2 separate regions of the Mus musculus genome follow, and region 2 is linked to region 1. The links are chromatin contacts, called in public HiChIP or PLAC-seq maps. All regions are on one chromosome and are shown on one strand. The core of a region is the stretch at or near the end of the contact, and the rest is flanking DNA. Distances in the headings are between cores, read along the strand shown. Region 1 has its middle 79 kb from the start of Gm38791. Region 2 overlaps Gm38791 (a long non-coding RNA gene).

Region 1 (3,925 bases), core at 1,410-3,909:
ACCTTCATGGAAGTAAGGAATGGCAATAGTCATACTGGCTGTAGAAGTAAGCTAAGAGCTCATAGCTTCAACTACAAGCATGAAACAGAGGGAAAGAGCACCAGGAAATCAAAGTTCACTTTCAGTAACATACGTCATCCAGCAAGACCACACTTCCTACATCTGCCATAACAGGAAGCAAGTGTTCAGATATGTGAGCTTGTGGAGGACATTCTCATTCAATCCACCACAAGGAGTCATATACTTTGGTTTTTATGTTTATGTTTTACCTGCATGTATGTATGTATGTATGTATGTATATATGTACATATGTATGTATGAAAGTACCTATGGAGGCCAGAATACTACATCATATCTTCTAGGCTTCAAGGAGATTGTGAGCTACCATATGAGGGCTAGGAATCAATCCTAGTTGCTCTGCAGGGCAAGTGTTCTCAACTGCTAAGCTATCTCTCCAGCCACAGTTCTGTGTGTGTATGTATATGTGTGTGTATAGTAAGTTGTTGCTCAGACTTTTAAAAATCCATCACATTTTTTTCCAATACAAGTACTTCCCCTGTTAAAGAAGAACTAGTCCTAGTAGCATTGCGGTTTTATGTAAAGCCATAGTGCCATGCTCAATCCCTAGTGTTCCCCTGAGAGTAAACTACTGTCAGCCAAGATTATCACTATGAAAGTATAGACGCAATATGAAAATATAGTAATAGTCATATAAAAATGAAACAATCACCAATCAAGCACCAGTCCTTCTAGGAAGTAACCGACATCCCTGTGAGCATTAAATAGGTGATGTTGTGGTCGTGAATACAAAGGAAACAGAGCGAACCTGGTGATTCATATGAATCGACAGAGAAAACATAGAAGGAAGAGCATACAGAAAGTAGGGAACAGTATGGACAAGTGGGGGGCGGGTGTTGAGGCCGTTTTGGTTAAAAGGAGATTAAAGAAATGTAATCAGAAAACCTAAAACTGTCTGGGTGTGGTGACACACACATTCAGGTGACAGAAGCAAGAGGTTCTCTATATAGTGTGCACTCTACATAGCTCTCTACATAGACAGCTGGAGGAGATGTGTCACTGGGAGTGGACATTGAGGTTTCTCACGGATGCCCATAGATGAGAAGGTGAAGCTCTCTGCCATTGTGCTAGTGCCATGCTCATGCCATAATGATAATAGACTAACCCTCTGAAACTGTAAGCAAACCCCAGTTAAATGCTTTCTTTTATAAAAGTTGAGGTGCTTGGTCATGGTACCTCTTCACATTAATAGAAAAGAGACTAAGACAATAGTTCATCACCATTTGGGTCACAGATGCTGGTCATACTTCTGGGAAGTTCTTCAGGAGTCAGGCTGTGGATGTCTGAATGCATCGATGTCATGACATACAAGTAGAAGTCAGAGGACAACCAGCAGGAGTTGGTTCTCACCTTCCACCATGAGACTCCTAGAGTTTCAAATAGGTCATCATGCTTAGGGGTGGATGCCTTACCTATAAAGCCATCTTGCCAGCCTTGAACTTTCCATATAGCTCAGGTTAGCTTTAAAAGAATATAACAATTTGTTTAAAAATTGTTGTAATTTTGATAGTTATGTTCTTCTTTTACATGAGACGAAGTTATAATTTTTAAAATATTTGAAGGAGAGAAGGGAGGAGCAGTCAGGCATGGTGGCTCACACCTATAATCAGCACTTGAAAAGTTGAAACACAAGGATGGCTATGCTGTCTAGACTAGCCTGGGGTACAGAATAAGATCCTGTCTAAATCGCCCCCTCAAATAACCATCTTTAACTTTAGTTAGGACAAGCTACAGAATGGCTTGTGTAAAATTGATGTGATATATAAAGTAATTCAGAACAAAAGTTCAATGTAAATAACGTAATCACCAAAGGAATTAAAAAGTTTTTGAAAGTAAACAAAAGCACTCGTGCCTAGAAAAGTATGTATGTTGAGAAAAGTATATATATATTTAGGGTTCACACAGTATTTTGGTATTGACAGCTCTCCCATGGGCAAGAACTAGAACATTTATTTAATTTCAACTCAGATTCCAATTTAGTGTTCAAAACAGTATGTTAAATTTGACTTTCTTTTTTTCTATGTGAGATTTTAAAAATGGTCACCTTTAAAGGAAAGTTTGAAATTAGTCAAGGGAGAAGGAGCATAGCCTTGCAGTGTTCAGAATTTTAATGTTAAGATTTCAATGCGGTGCAGGGGGTAGCAGTACACAGCTGTGAACTCAGCCCCCCAGAGGCGAAGGGAGGAAGACCCGGAGTTTCAGACCAGTATTAGCTCCACAGCAAGATGGAAGGCAGTCTGGACAATATACAAGGACCAACAGCAACTATTGAAATTGACCCATGAAGGAAAACGATGGTGATGACTTCAGTGCGTGGAACTGAAAGAGACATTTACATTCTTCCCACCCAACTATTGCAATATATTTACTGCAGTAATATTTTGGTTTTCAAAAGTTTTCTAGAGTATATTAATGCACATAGTAATCATGTACTGGTTCCTTTTCTGTTGGTTTGATAAAACACTGTAGCCAAGGCAATTTATAGAAAAAATTATTTTGGCTTATGGTTGCAGAGAGAGAGTGTGTATCTATCTGAGGGGAAGTGACAGGCATAGTGGCAGGAACAGGATGCTGAGATCTCACATCCTGAACTGCAAACATAAAGCAGAGAGAATGAACTGGAAAGGGCTTTGTTAGTGTGCAGTCGATTCCACTGACCTGCCCTCGGGGAGCTCGCCATTGTTTACTTCATGACCTGCTCTGCCATTAGGTGTGACAGGTGTGTGTGTGTGTGTGTGTGTGTGTGTGTGTGTGTATGTAAAAGGACCACCTGCTTGCTCTCACTCTCTCACTGTGTGTGTGTTCCCAGGGTCCCTCCTTATCTCTCTGCCCCCCTTTTCTCTACTCTCATGGCTCTGCTCCTGTCTGCCTCTACCCCTTTCCCAAGCCGTCACTCCTCTCCCCTTTCCCCAATAAACCCCTTTCACAACAGGTTTGTTGCATGGCAGAATTACTCAGGGGCACACCTTGGCATGGACCCCACTAAAAGTACCTGCTCACCACAGTATATTTATTTCTTTTGTAACAGGCTTGAAGATCTTAGGCTCACAAATCCTACCCCAAGTAATGCACTTCTTGCAACAGGTCTCTCCTCATAAATTTCCTAATCGGCACGTCAAGGGGCTAAGTGTTCAAATACTCAGGATGTTTCTCATTTAAACCATCACAAATGGGTTTTTTTGGGGAGGGGGGCATGTTTGTGTATGTATGCAATGTATTTTGATCATATTTCCCCTATGCCCTCGCCCACTTCTATAGATAACTTGCCTCTACCCGAGTGTTTATTTCTTCATCTCTTTCTCTCTATGTGTCTCTTTCTTTCTATGTGTGTATTTATGAGTATGACTAGGATTACTAAAAGGAGCAAGGGTAATGTACCAGGAGCAACACCACTGAAAACCACGTCCCTCTCTGCCACACCAACCATAAATCCTCAGAAAGGGTTAGGACTTTGTAAGCCACCCACCCACAACTGTTATCTAAAATTCCTCATGAAGCACAGGGACTTGTAAACCCCATTCCCTCCATGATGTAGTAATGTAAGCTCAATCCTTTGAGTGTCTTGAACAGGTAGTCAGAGTTGCTGAGAACTCAAGAGCTCAATGTTCATGCCATCCCATAACACACTTTCCTCCAGGACTCATATTCTTTTTTTTAGTAATTGTTTTGCTCATTATCAATATATCTGGTTTCACAGGAACCATCAAGGAGAAGCTAAAAACTAGCAGGTCATCTTCCTGAAATGGTTACACTATGGACTGTCAAAGTTAATGACAGATTTGCTTCATTAGGCAAGGCTGAGAAGATTATATTTTAGGGAAGACTCCTGCTATTAATATGTTTTTCC
Region 2 (3,842 bases), core at 1,180-3,679, 87 kb after region 1:
ACTCTAAAGCTAAAACCACATGGCAGAGGCTGCCAGGTTCACTGCCTGCTTAGGAGAGAGCCTAGACCCCTCCTTGAATTACATTTGAGTAAGTTTTGCTTTGAGGTTTTTCCTTCTCTGTTGAGAGTTGAGCCAAGTAGGGTCTTTCCCTGAGGGCACCTCTCCCTTTTTCCTATTTGCATCCATCCTGTCTTTAAATATCTGGTCTCTTTGAACATAAGCCTTGACTCCAACTGTTCTTTCTTTTTCTCCTCAAGCTGCACATGTTCTTGTTTGTTTTGTTTGTTTGTTTGTTCTCCAGGTTTGCTCTATTTCATTGAAGATATTGTTGAGTTAGAGGTGGAACATCCTCCCCCCCCCACACACACACCCCATTACAGAAGTTTAAAAATGAAAGCTTTATTTTCTGAAAGCTCAGGGAAGCAGCCAATTTGGGATCTGAATCGAATCTCCGAAGGGAGATTGTACAACATTTTTAAAGGATGGGAACACAAAGCTGGGGATCGCTGCAGTGTTATCTAGTTGCATTTTGACATTATGGATTAAACAAGGGAGTACCCACTGGAGACTGGACCGTATCCAGGACACCTGGTTTCAAGGTTCTTAATTCATTCTCCTAGACTTTAGGTCCGGAGCTCAGAGTGATAAGGGATCAAAGGAGCTGATCAGCTGCATGTAGTTAACTCGTGCATAACAGGAAAATGGTTATATATTTTTACAATTTATGTACCTTTGTTTAGATAACAGCAATTTCTATATTCTTTGCCAGTTGACCTACAATTAAGAAAATATTTGGAAAAATGGAATAGGTGTTCATTCCTAGGCCTGGGAACATGAACTTGTTTGACCCTGCCAGCAAGATGGAGAAGTCAGCCTTGAGATGGCTTGACTCCAACATCTGTCTCCTTACAAGTTGTCCCTGAGCTGTCTGGACTCAGACAACTGATTACAACAGAAGCCATTCAGCTACAGGCTCCCTTAGGGCCTGGAACCTTGAATTTAGTTTCTGAAAACTACATGGTAGCACTTAGATTAAATTTCTTTTGCTTGTTCCCAACTGTATGTAAAAACATGATCACTAATAATCACATGACACAGTCGAAACTAATCTGGCTTGAAATCTCCTTTCCCAATGAAATTAGGTCAAAACTCTTCAATGTAACCTTAGGGCAAAGGCAAAAGGCAGCCACAATTTTTTTTTTTTTTTTTTTTTTTTTGGTCAAAATATCACCATAGTCTAGTAGTTATTACTGTTTCCCTTTGAAACTGTTATGGGGTACCTGAAGAAGAAAACTCCCAAGGTGCCTGAATAAATCATATGAAGTCTTTATTCACTACCATTTGTCCCAATCTCCAGTTTGTTCAAGTTTTAAAAGGCAAAAACTTCAATTGTAACATATACAGAAAAGTAGCTCTAGACATGTATAGTAAGCAAACATTGTTTTCAGAGACAGCAGTTAAGTAGTCAGGCAGTTCTTATAACCTTTAGGTCAGGGACATATTGTATAAGAATTTATGACTGGTCCAGAGACCAGTTTACTCTAGGAATTTATGGTTAATTTATGGCTGGCCTAAGTGAGCCAAAACCAGTTTGCCCAAGATAGTTTTAGTTCTTAAAGTATTCTTAGGAGCCGGGCAGTGGTGGTGCATGCCTTTAATCCCAGCACTTGGGAGGCAGAGGCAGGTGGATTTCTGAGTTCGAGGCCAGCCTGGTCTACAAAGTGAGTTCTAGGGCAGCCAGGACTACACAGAGAAACCATGTCTCGAAATTAGGAATATTTTCACATGATGGTATAACTATAGTTCAGCAGCCACTATAAAACGTCTTGAGCTAGACCTCCATAGTTCATACTGACCTCAGCACTACTGTCTTCCGAGCCACTACTAGGATGGCCCATTAAGCCCGGAACACAGCGTTCAAAAGCTTTGTTCATCGAAAGTCCCAAGTCTTCACGCTTTTCTAACAACACCGTGGTCACTCCCAGCTTTTGTCCTAGTCATTCTTTTTCAAACCACCACAAATGCTACTCTCTTTCCCAACATATGATGATATAAAGGCCTGTACCATTTGTACAGAATCTCTTCAGAGTCTCCAGTCATAAAATGCACCAGTTGTGGCCACCCGATCTCGACTTCCTAGCCTACAAAACTGTGAGCCAAATAAAGTTTGGTTCTTAATACTCTACTCACTCTGTGGCAAATAATTATAGCCACAGATGTAGTACTCGCACACTACTAGTACTGTCCCATGAAATGCAAACTTTGGTAAGCAGTGTTTAAGAGCTTGGGTGGACAGTAATCCCTATCGAGAGTGGGCTGGACAGTGGAGGGTTTAGAATCTTTCCAGTGAGTTGACTTTGCTACAGGCACAGAAAGGCCATCTGAGTGGAACAAAGGCCCTAAGGGCCAATTAGCATCTAGACACCGTGGTGCCAGCATTGATACTCACGATGAGCTAAGATAAGAACACCGGATATCCAGGGAACCATGAGTTAGCAGCTTATACAAATAAACAATGATGTAATCCCTGGTTATGTAACTATGAGTCATCTCTGGCAAGATGCCACTTTTGTCTGATTCTTTGTAACTATACTACTGAAACCTGGAAGTGGGGTGCTTGACTGCCTTCGCCAGAGTGAATAAAGTATGTTCCATCTGCTTCCAGCTCCCTGAAATTATCACTCCCTGGCTGTAGAGCTCAGGTCTCACACCATCCAAAGCTTTTTAATGGAAAATTGTCTGGGTTTGTATTTTAGAGAAACATTTGTGGCGATGGTTTTGAAGATGAGGCCAAATAGGAGGAACCTTGAGCAAGAAGGATATTATTCTGTTCTGTATTCTATAGACAAAATTTATAGCCCCTTTGAGTCTTTGAAGCTGTTTTATTTTACTCATTAAGTTTTAGGTATGTAGCCTATTTATTAACAGAAAGGGCCTACCTACAGAATCATTTGTTTTTCGACACACCCACTGTGTAGCTTTTGTTCTTGGTTCTCTGGTCTCAGACACGAGGACCTTTGTTCTACTTAAGTTTGACTTCATTTCACACAACCTAGAATTATCTGCAGAAAGTCTTAGGAGTTATCTTGATCAGGGTGGCTTGCCTGTGGGACACTGTCTTTTTCTTTTCATTATTTATTCTATGTGGTATGGATGTTTTGCCTGCATGTGTCTCCACACCATTTTCATGTCTATTGCCTGGGGAGGCCAAAAGAGGCATCAGATTCCGAGGAACTGGAGTTACAGATGAGTTGCGAGCTGCCATGTGAGTGCTAGGAATGGAAACCAGGTCCTCTGGGCAGAGTAGGCAGTTCTGGTGGAGTTTCCTGATTGTTAATTGATATAGAAAGACTCAGTGTAAATGTAGGTGACACAGTTCTCTGAGTCAGACTTCAGGCTATATACCAGTAGAGGAAGCTAACTGAGCACTAAGCAAGCAAGAAATGATCTTTGTCCTGTTCTTGACTGTGGATGTGTTATGTGGTGCTTTGCATGAGAAATGTTCCCGCCCTCTCCGGTATTTGGACATGTGGTTACCAGCTGGTGGTGCTGTCTGGGGGAAATTTAGGTAATGTAGCTTTGCCAGAAGATGCCCGTTACAGTGCAGGCTTTGAGGTTACATAGCCCATCCATCCTCCAGTTCTTTTTTGTTTGTTTGTTTGTTTTTGTTTTTGTTTTTTTGAGACAGGGTTTCTCTGTGTAGCCTTGGCTGTCCTGGAACTCACTTTGTAGACCAAGCTGGCCTCGAACTCAGAAATCCGCCTGCCTCTGCCTCCCGAGTGCTGGGACTAAAGGTGTGTGCCACCACACCCAGCTGAAACCCTGTCTTGGAAAAAAAGAAA

The links. HiChIP or PLAC-seq counts read pairs in DNA pulled down with a chosen protein or histone mark.
Region 2: an H3K27ac HiChIP or PLAC-seq map of the HPC-7 cell line shows a contact between it and region 1, with 5 times the contacts expected there. The contact joins two enhancer-like sites. A contact is called at or near these places in 2 of 484 Hi-C or Micro-C datasets (bone marrow-derived macrophages and embryonic stem cells) and 8 of 115 datasets of contacts at active chromatin or transcription factors (the HPC-7 cell line, embryonic fibroblasts, embryonic stem cells and 3 more).

Annotation. Positions count from the first base shown.
Region 1 is chr6:37,633,987-37,637,911 of GRCm38.p6, forward strand. No RefSeq gene overlaps it. Among named protein-coding and RNA genes, the nearest start is that of Gm38791, 79 kb to the right of the region's middle. Within about 2 kb of position 2,660, at least 9 of the 459 cell types and tissues checked have an H3K27ac peak or open chromatin away from gene starts, as enhancers often do. A contact at or near this core is called in the HPC-7 cell line and regulatory T cells, where this site is marked.
Region 2 is chr6:37,721,027-37,724,868 of GRCm38.p6, forward strand. The region is part of intron 3 of Gm38791 (a long non-coding RNA gene); the gene reads left to right. Among named protein-coding and RNA genes, the nearest start is that of Gm38791, 8.3 kb to the left of the region's middle. Within about 2 kb of position 2,430, at least 122 of the 459 cell types and tissues checked have an H3K27ac peak or open chromatin away from gene starts, as enhancers often do. A contact at or near this core is called in the HPC-7 cell line and regulatory T cells, where this site is marked.